Linked DNA regions of Mus musculus: region 2 is linked to region 1. A link is a contact called in public Hi-C data. All regions are on one chromosome and are shown on one strand. Each heading gives the region's core, a stretch centred on a gene start, on an enhancer-like site or on the middle of the called end of the contact. The rest is flanking DNA. Distances are from core to core; before and after follow the strand shown.

Evidence for each region. Hi-C and Micro-C count contacts between places; a contact is called where the count stands out from the background.
Region 2: a contact with region 1 is called in a Hi-C map of embryonic stem cells, with 4 times the contacts expected there. The contact joins the enhancer-like site here to the promoter of Ece1 in region 1. A contact is called at or near these places in 3 of 39 promoter capture datasets (embryonic stem cells, hippocampal neurons and pre-B cells), 3 of 484 Hi-C or Micro-C datasets (all in embryonic stem cells) and 2 of 9 other capture datasets (embryonic stem cells and pancreatic islet).

Annotation. Positions count from the first base shown.
Region 1 is chr4:137,860,546-137,864,759 of GRCm38.p6, reverse strand. Ece1 (endothelin converting enzyme 1) reads right to left here and starts at 2,480. Exons shown (of 19, transcript NM_001369179.1): 1 at 2,379-2,480.
Region 2 is chr4:138,416,743-138,420,956 of GRCm38.p6, reverse strand. No RefSeq gene overlaps it. Among named protein-coding and RNA genes, the nearest start is that of Mul1, 16 kb to the left of the region's middle. Within about 2 kb of position 2,411, at least 10 of the 459 cell types and tissues checked have an H3K27ac peak or open chromatin away from gene starts, as enhancers often do. A contact at or near this core is called in embryonic stem cells, where this site is marked.

The DNA.
Region 1 (4,214 bases), core at 1,231-3,730:
TCGGCTTAATGACTCTCCCACCTCTCCAGCCAGAATGGAACACTTGCTGGGCATGACATAGCCACCTCCCTGAAGGACACGGCCCCTGGCCTGAGGACGGTTAGGGACAGGTAGAAGGCCCATCCATACAGTTTGGGTCACTTCTTGCCTTGTACAAGGTCTGGCACAGAACAAGTATCCTGTAAGTCTCCGATACACAAGAAATAAAACACTCTATTTAGATCACTGTCTCCCAAATGTGATAAATATGAACGGTTCTTTCAGACCAGCAAATAGGTTGGATGCTTAGCAGAACTTCCCAAGGTTGTAAACGAAAGTAAATGGTATTCGAGCCAAACACTCTCACTTGGATTTATCTCAACCTGATCCCCCCCCCACCATCCTGAAAGATAGGAACCATTATCATCTCTTGATGGAGACAGCGCACAGCGGGGTTATAACACAACTTTACCAAAGTCCCTGTGGGGAACAGGAGGAGCTAGAATTAGAACCCAAATCTATTTGGGACCAAAGTCTAAAGTCTTTCTGATGGGCTAGGAAGCTTTTCAGGTCAGAGATAGCTCAGCCAGTTAAGAGCAGTTGTTGCTCTTACAGAGGAGCCCTGGAACCAGTCCTAAGCACCAACGATCTAGTATTCGAGCTACAGGAGATCCAACACTCTCATCTGCCCTCCACAGGTACCAGGCACACATGCAAGCCAAACACTCACACAAATTAAAAAGATAATTTTTTAAATGTTCCCAGGGCAGGGTGGGTTGTTAATTAGTTGGTTTATTCCAGCTCAGGCTGCCCTTGAACCAAGATCTGCCTGCCTCAGCCCCCCAAAACCCTGCAATCAGAACATGCAGGACCACACCAGACTTTCTGGTGCTTTGTAAGGAGGAAACGGTCCTCTTTGCGAGTGGCTCAGGCCAGGGTGGGTCTAAAGAGAGGACGTATGACCTCAAAGTCTCTCCCTCTTTTATAGCTCTCCCACATCCTCAAGCTTTAAAGCAACAGCTGGCCCACAGGTGACACATTCCCCGGCCATGAAACTAGACATGAGTTCGCGACAGGGTTTCTCTGTATAGGCCTGGCTGTCTTGGAACTCACTCTGCAGACCAGGCTGGCCTCGAACTCAGAAATCCTCCTGCCTCTGCCTCATAAGTGCTGGGATTAAAGGTGAGCGCCACCACTGTCCAGCTCTTGGGAGATTCTTAATGGGGGAGGTAAGTCGGGTCCAAGATGATCTCTGGGCACCTTGGGGGGGCGGGAGAATTAAGTCATCGGTCTCCAGAGAGACCAATGATGTCTCAGGGGAAAGACGCCAGTGGGTAAGAGAGAAAAGGGCTGTCTAAGGGAGACTTAATTTCTGACCAGGCACGGGTTGGTCCTGAGGCTGTCTCTGGAGCATCTTCAGCTCTCTCCATGATGCCCCTCTGTTTCTCAGCGAACCCCTCAGGCATGGAAGGGACATCACAGATGTAGGCAAGTCTCTAGGACCAAAAGGCAGAGAACCCAGGCAGATCTCCTCAGGCCACACAGGGTGTCCTGGGTCCAGTACACACGCCAAGAGCTCGGCTCTAGGAGAGGCAATCAGAGGTCCACAGGGAGAGAAGAAGCAAATGGCCCTGGGTGAGATGGAGAGGTAACCGGAGGCCTTGGCTCTAGGCCAGAGAGTCAACTCATCACTCCGAAGCTCTCAAAAGCAGCCAGATCTGGATTAGATGGATATCAGGCTTGAGGCTTGAGCCCCCAAAGAAGCCCTCTTCCTCAAGGACCCCTTTACCGTGGTGCTTTGGACCACGGGAGTCAGCACTTGGGCCCTCCTCTGAGGATTCATTACTGGGAGATGCTGGGAACACCAGATAACCCTCAGAACCTCAGACTATCCCCTCCTCTCTGAGCTATCTCTCCCCTTCCCATGAGCCAGGCAGCCACTGCAGGATCAGTGTAGGAGAAAAGTGCCCTAGTCTCCCACGATGTTCTCGAATCCCAAAGCCACTCGGACTATGCGGGGTGTGAGCTCAAGTCCAGCTGAACCTTGACGTCTCTGAATCGACCTGGCCTAGCTGCCCACGGTCTCCAAGTCAAGCCAAGCCAAGCTCAGCTCAGGGACTTGCACACCCCAAACCTATCTCACCAACTCTTCCCCAAAATCCAGCACGCGACCCCGAGTCTTCCACGCCAGGAGCAGCCCAGCAGCCCAGAACCAAGGTCCACGCGAACCGGACACCCCCCACAACTCCTGTCCGGGTCCAAGCCAGTGAACAGCGGGACGCGGGCCTCAGCTAAAGGGGACGCCCAGCTCGCCAGGAACCAGCCAGGATGCCATCGCCGCCCCGCTGTCGGGACCGTCGGGGTTGCATGGAGCCACAGCGGGCTGCGGGAGTACTCACCGTCGCTCCCGGGCTCCGAACGGCCGGGCTTAGGATGCACCTCCCGCTAAGGCTCCAGCTCCAAGTGCGCTGGGCTGAGCTCTACGCTCGAACCTCAGGGCTAGCTGCCGGGGCGGCGCGCGAGGCTGGGGCGCCCAGGCCAGAGGGCGGGGCCCGCCGCGAACCAATACAGAAGTGCGGGGGCTGCGGGCCCCGAAGAAACAGCCAATCAGAAGCGTCGGTTAGACTCCCCCCCACACCTCCGCGGGCTCCTTAACCCTTGGCATGCTGGAGCGCTGGATACTCTAGCTGCCCCGGATACCGGTGGGTCCAGGGGTGCGGGCCCGAACCTCCAGCTTGGCGTGCCTAATCTACACCTCGCCGGGACCCTCTCGAGGGACAGACGGAGCCGGTGTCAGGTCCACCTGCGCCCAGTTGGGGTTCTGGGAGCCTAGGCGACCTTTGTCTCCTGCCTGGTGCCTGCACTGTAGTATGACCCTGGGCACTGCAGCTGTGGGGTGTGTTTGTGTGCAAGAAGGAAGAAGGGCAGAGAGGAGAAGACAGAAAGGGGGGGAAGGGATGAGTTTCGAATGCCTGTGTGTTTATGTGGAAAGATAGAAGACTATATTTGGGGATTGTTAGTGTGTGTGTGTGTGTGTGTGTGTGTGTGTGTGTGTGTGTGTACACCAGCGCAGGCGCGCGATTCAGAGAGGGGAGAAGGAAAGAGAAATGGAATGGAATGAAGGCCCAGTAGGCGGGGGCACTTAGACCTCCAGTAGAGAAACTTTCTCTTTATGCCCGCTGCGCAGGTGCAGAGGAAGAAAGACCAGGAAACTGTACGTACTGGGTGAGCCGTGCATTTGTGACCTGTTGGGCACGCATGTGGGTGTAGTAGAAAGAGGCTTTGTGCCCCTGTTGTGAAAGAGTAGCCGGTGAGTGAATCCCGTTTGGTGTACATGTGTGTTCGAGCATGCAGCTTGAGACACACACACACACACACACACACACACACACACACACACACACACACACGGCAGAGATTTACCACAGCGTTGTAGGTGGCTCAGTTTGTGAGTAGAGAGGTCAGTGTGTCCTGTGTGGTAAATGTGTGGCTGGTTTGTTTTTTGTTTTTTAAGATAGGTCTTGGGGCTGGAGAGATGGCCAAATGGTTAAGAACATGTATTGCTTTTGCACAGGTGTGATGGGGGGGGGAATCGGGGGGGGGATCCCAGCACCGGTATCATTTGGCTCACAACTACCTGTAACTCCAGCTGCAAGGGACCCAATGCCCTATGCTGGCGTCTACAAACATCTGCATTCACATGTGCACATACTGCACCCCAGACAAACACATACATGTAGGTAAACAAACAAACAAACAAACTGCCAGACAGTGGTGGTGGCGCACGCCTTTAATCAGGCAGCAGAAGCAGGAGGATCTCTTGAGTTCGAGGACAGCCTGGCGTACAGAGCAAGTTCTAGGACAGCCAGGGCTACACAGAGAAACCCTGTCTCGACAAACCAACCAACCAACACAAAAAACAAACAGAGATGGGTCTCAATAACCTGGCCCACACTACCCAAACAGAGATGGGTCTCAATAACCTAGCCCACACTACCCCAATCCTACCTCTGCCTCTGGAGTGCTTGAGGTTACAGGTGTGCCCACCAAGCCCCACCTATTTGACTTTGGTCATTCCCTATATTTATATGATGCCAAGAAAAGAAACTAACGTATAAGGGATGTGAGATATATGTTCAGGGGCAAAGACATCCTAGAAGATGTGAGATGGGGGTTCAGGAGAATGGAAGGAAGAAAAAAAGGAGGGAGGGAGAGGGGAAGGAGGGGAGGGAAGG
Region 2 (4,214 bases), core at 1,162-3,661, 560 kb before region 1:
GTCCCCAGGAACCACACAGTAGAAAGCTGTCCTCTGACTCCCACATTAGTACCATGACCAAGAGTCCGCATGCACAAACGCATAACATAAATAAATGATGGTAAACAAGTTTTTAAATGAGGTTCTTGGGGCTGGGGAGGTTGCTTGGTCAGTAAAATTCCACATGAAGACCAGGGGTCATTCGGACACATAGAAAGCACACCTATAACCCCCATTTTGGGGAGGGAGGAGACAGGGAGGTCCCTGGAGCTCAATGACCAGCTGATCTAGCCTAATATATGAGATCCCAGTTGAGAGAGAGAGACAGAGACAGAGAGAGAGACAGAGAGACAGAGACAGACAGACAGACAGACAGGGAGAAAGGGGCAAAGCAGATATGATCATACACACCTTTAATCCCAGTCCTCGGGAGGCAGCAGCAGGAAGATCTCTGTAAGTCTGAAGCCAGCCTAATTTACAAAGCAAGTTCCAGGCTAATATAGTGAGACCCCACCAGAGGGTGTCAGAGGATGAAGGGAAGAAGGGAGGGAGGGAGGGAGGGAGGGAGGGAAGAAGGGAGGGAGGGAGGGCTATTCTTGATTCCTTACTGAATTTCACACACCCTGCCAATCCTAAGGATAGAATCAAGAATACGAAGCCTCTTCCCTGAGCCATGTCGCCTTGGTTATTGCTCCCAAAGGGACCCGGCCTCGGCTACCAGCACCCACGCTGGCTCTCCCCACCCTGTCCTTGTTTAGCTGTCTCCAGAGCACCAATGACCATGCAAGCTGTAGATCCAAATGATGATAACGAGTGGTTATCCCTGGTGATGTGAGTGCATCGAGACCACCAGATCGTACTTTTTGTCCCCCTGTCACATCCTCAACTCTTGACTCCCGCCTGGCACATAGTAGGTGCTCAGTGTGCACTTGGTGACTGGATGAACTGAAGAGCAACCTACCCAGCAGGCAAGTGGCATGACAATCCTGTAGATGAGGATGCTGGGGCTCAGAGAGGACCCCATGGCTGGGAAATGGTGGCTCCGGAATCCATACACATCACCAAAGGCAGGCGCCACCCCTCAGGGTCCCTCTAACTGGATCCACAGCCTGTCTTTGGTGGGGAAGGCCACACTTCTTCAGGGAAACATGGGCAGGGGTGTAAAAGGCAAATGGGAGGCTCTGAGGTCTGGGAGGAAGAGGGGAAGTCACCGCTGTTCCTGATTCAAAGGTGACACTGCTAATGAGTGCAGCTGGAGATGGGAAACACCTGATTAAGCGCAGATACTGATCCCAAGACACAGCCTGACTTCAGCAACAGCGCAGCAGAAGAAGCCTCCGTCCCCGATGCATTGGAGAGACTTCATGGAGACTCTTTTCCAACTGCAGGGGATGAATACGGTTTGGTCCACCTTTTCCTCGAAAGAAACTAGACCGAGGCTGAATTCTTTGGTTCGGTTCCCGCCGCCTGCCAGCAGCTTCTCCCCAGTTAATCACCCCCTTCCTTCCCGAGATACTCGGATCCCGCCCCACTCTTTCAGCCTTCAGTGCAACCTACTCGTTTGTTTATCATCTGCTAAGACTCCGGGCTGGAGAGCATGGAGCTCACCCTGAAGCAAATCGTGTCTACTCTGCTCCTGAGGCCCGAGTGCAGGCACATAGTAGGCACTCAGTATTATGTTTATACACATGGAGCAAGGATGTGATAAACAGGAAGACTGGTGAATGGTGATGGCTACATTTGTTAGAGCTTTGGCCCACAGGCGCTTATGTCTGCCTATCAATTTGTCTATGCCCATGTGTGTCTCTGCTGGATCTCTGCAAACATCCAGAGATCTGAGCAGTATCAGAGGTGAGAGGGGTGGGGAACAGATTCCTACCTTGGGGGAAGGGTATGGAGCTCTGACATGTGAACTTGAGAGTTCCTTTTGCACTGGGGTCCAGCCTTGAACCTCATTATTTCTAAAATACCCCTGTCGTACCTGTTCTAGAAGGAATCCTGACTGCCCACCTCACCCTTCTCTCCCCTGCCGAACTCACAGGCAGAAAGACTGCAAGGCATACTCTCTCCTCCTCCCCCCCCCGCCCCCCAAATGCAGAATGGCAGTTGCTATGAGCACCAGCATCCACATGGTACTTGACATCCATGGTTTTAGAAGTTCAGTTGCTATGGCAACAAATACCATGTTTTCCAGACTGAACACACACACATCTCTGGTTCAAATCTGAGGGAAAGGAGGCTCTTTCTAGACATCTCCTGGAGTGGAGGGGCGGGACCGTGCCTTCCGCTGAGAATTCAATACACATCAAGGAATTAAACCAAAGCTCACTGAGTAGTACGTGAACCAAGCTATTCCCAAAGCCAGTCCAGGCTGAAGGGCAGCCCAAAGCCCTCTGGGAAGCTACTCTGTGCACTGTGGACTCCGCCCAGCATACAGCAGGTGGCAGGTGCTTCAAGCGACCAGCTGCTGTGTCTGGGGCTGGTGTATAAAGAGCTCAGCCCGAGAGCTAGATGCTCATTCCAAACCCATATTCACTGCACAGCTAGTGTGGACCACCCGAAGGCATAGATAAGGGGGACAGACAAAACCTATACTCTGCCATCAAGAACACGGCTGAGCCAGGCAGTGGTGACACAAGCCTTTCTTTAATCCCAAGCACTCAGGAAGAAAAGGCAGAGAGAGTTCTAGGAGAGCCAGAACTACATAGAAAGACCTTGTCCCTAGGGAACTGGATCCTACCCTCACCTCAGGTTAGGGAGATAACTTAGGAAAGAACCAGCCCACAAGCATGACTACCTGAGTTCAGATCCCCAGCACCCATGCGAAAGCCAGCTATGTTGGTATGCATCTATATATGCATCCAGGGAGTGGCACTATTAGGAGGTGTGGCCTTGTTGGAGTGGGTGTGGCCTCGTTGGAGGAAGTGTATCACTGTGAGAGTGGGCTTTGAAGCTCTGCCCAGTGCAGAAGTGACAGTCTGCTCCTTGGCTTCCTTTATAAAGATGAAGATGTAGAACTCTCAGCTCCCCCCGGCACCATACCTGCCTGGATGCTGCCATGTTCCCACTTTGATGATAATGAACCGAACCTCTGAAATCTGTAAGTCAGACCCAACTAAATGTTGTCCTTTATAAGAGTTGCCTTGGTCACGATGCCTGTTCACAGCAGTAAATCCCTAACTAGGGCAAGCACTGAGAAGGTAGGGAGAAGTGGAAAGTGGAACCCCGGAACACAGCAGTCAGTGAGCATCAGGCACAGTGAGAGACTCTGTCTCAAGAAGTAAGGTAGAGCCGGGTGGTGGTGGCGCATGCCTTTAATCCCAGCACTTGGGAGGCAGAGGCAGGCGGATTTCTGAGTTCAAGGCCAGTCTGGTCTTCAAAGTGAGTTCCAGGACAGCCAGGGCTATACAGAGAAACCCTGTCTCAAAAAAAAAAAAAACTAACTAACTAACTAACTAACTAACTAACTAACTAAATAAATAAATAAATAAATAAATAAATAAATAAAGTAAGGTAGAAAAACTAAGGAAGACACTTGCTATTAGTCTCTGCAGGCACCACACACACACATACAGTCTATACACACACACACACACAGACAGACAGACACACACACAAATAACAAGATGATACATCTTTTTTAAAAGAACACAACTGTGCAGAGCCAGGTATGGTATTACATACCAGTAGTTTCTATCAGAAGGCTAAAACAGGAGGATTACAGAAAATGTGAGACAGCCTGGGCTACAGGGTGAGACCTGGGTCAAGTGGGGGAGGGGTGGCAGGGACAGGGGGTGGACCGACAAAGAAGCAAGGAGGGAGAAGGTCATAAGCATGGCCACCTGAGGAGTTGTCCGCTAACTAAGGTCAAAGCCTACCACTGTCCAGATAGCTCAGGGCAAAATGGCAGTCTCCATTTGTCAGCAAAGCCTCCTCTTTTCAGCCAAGGGAGACCCCAGACCCCACATCCTCTACCTGTGAGATGTCACGTAACCTTGGTTAGACTACAGGTTCAGCTTCCTTTCTTCCCGTTAACAACTTCTTCAGCTATCACCTGAGATTTCTGGACTGCCTCCCCATGCGAACGAGGTATCTGAGGGCTTTAGTCTTCAGCCAATGGCCTTTGCCCACCCTCTTAGCCCTACTGCTATCTCCAAAACTATATACACTTTGATTTAAAGTAAAACTGATTGTCTCCCCAAAGCTGGTCTCAGTGTTAGGTTCCAGGAATCGAA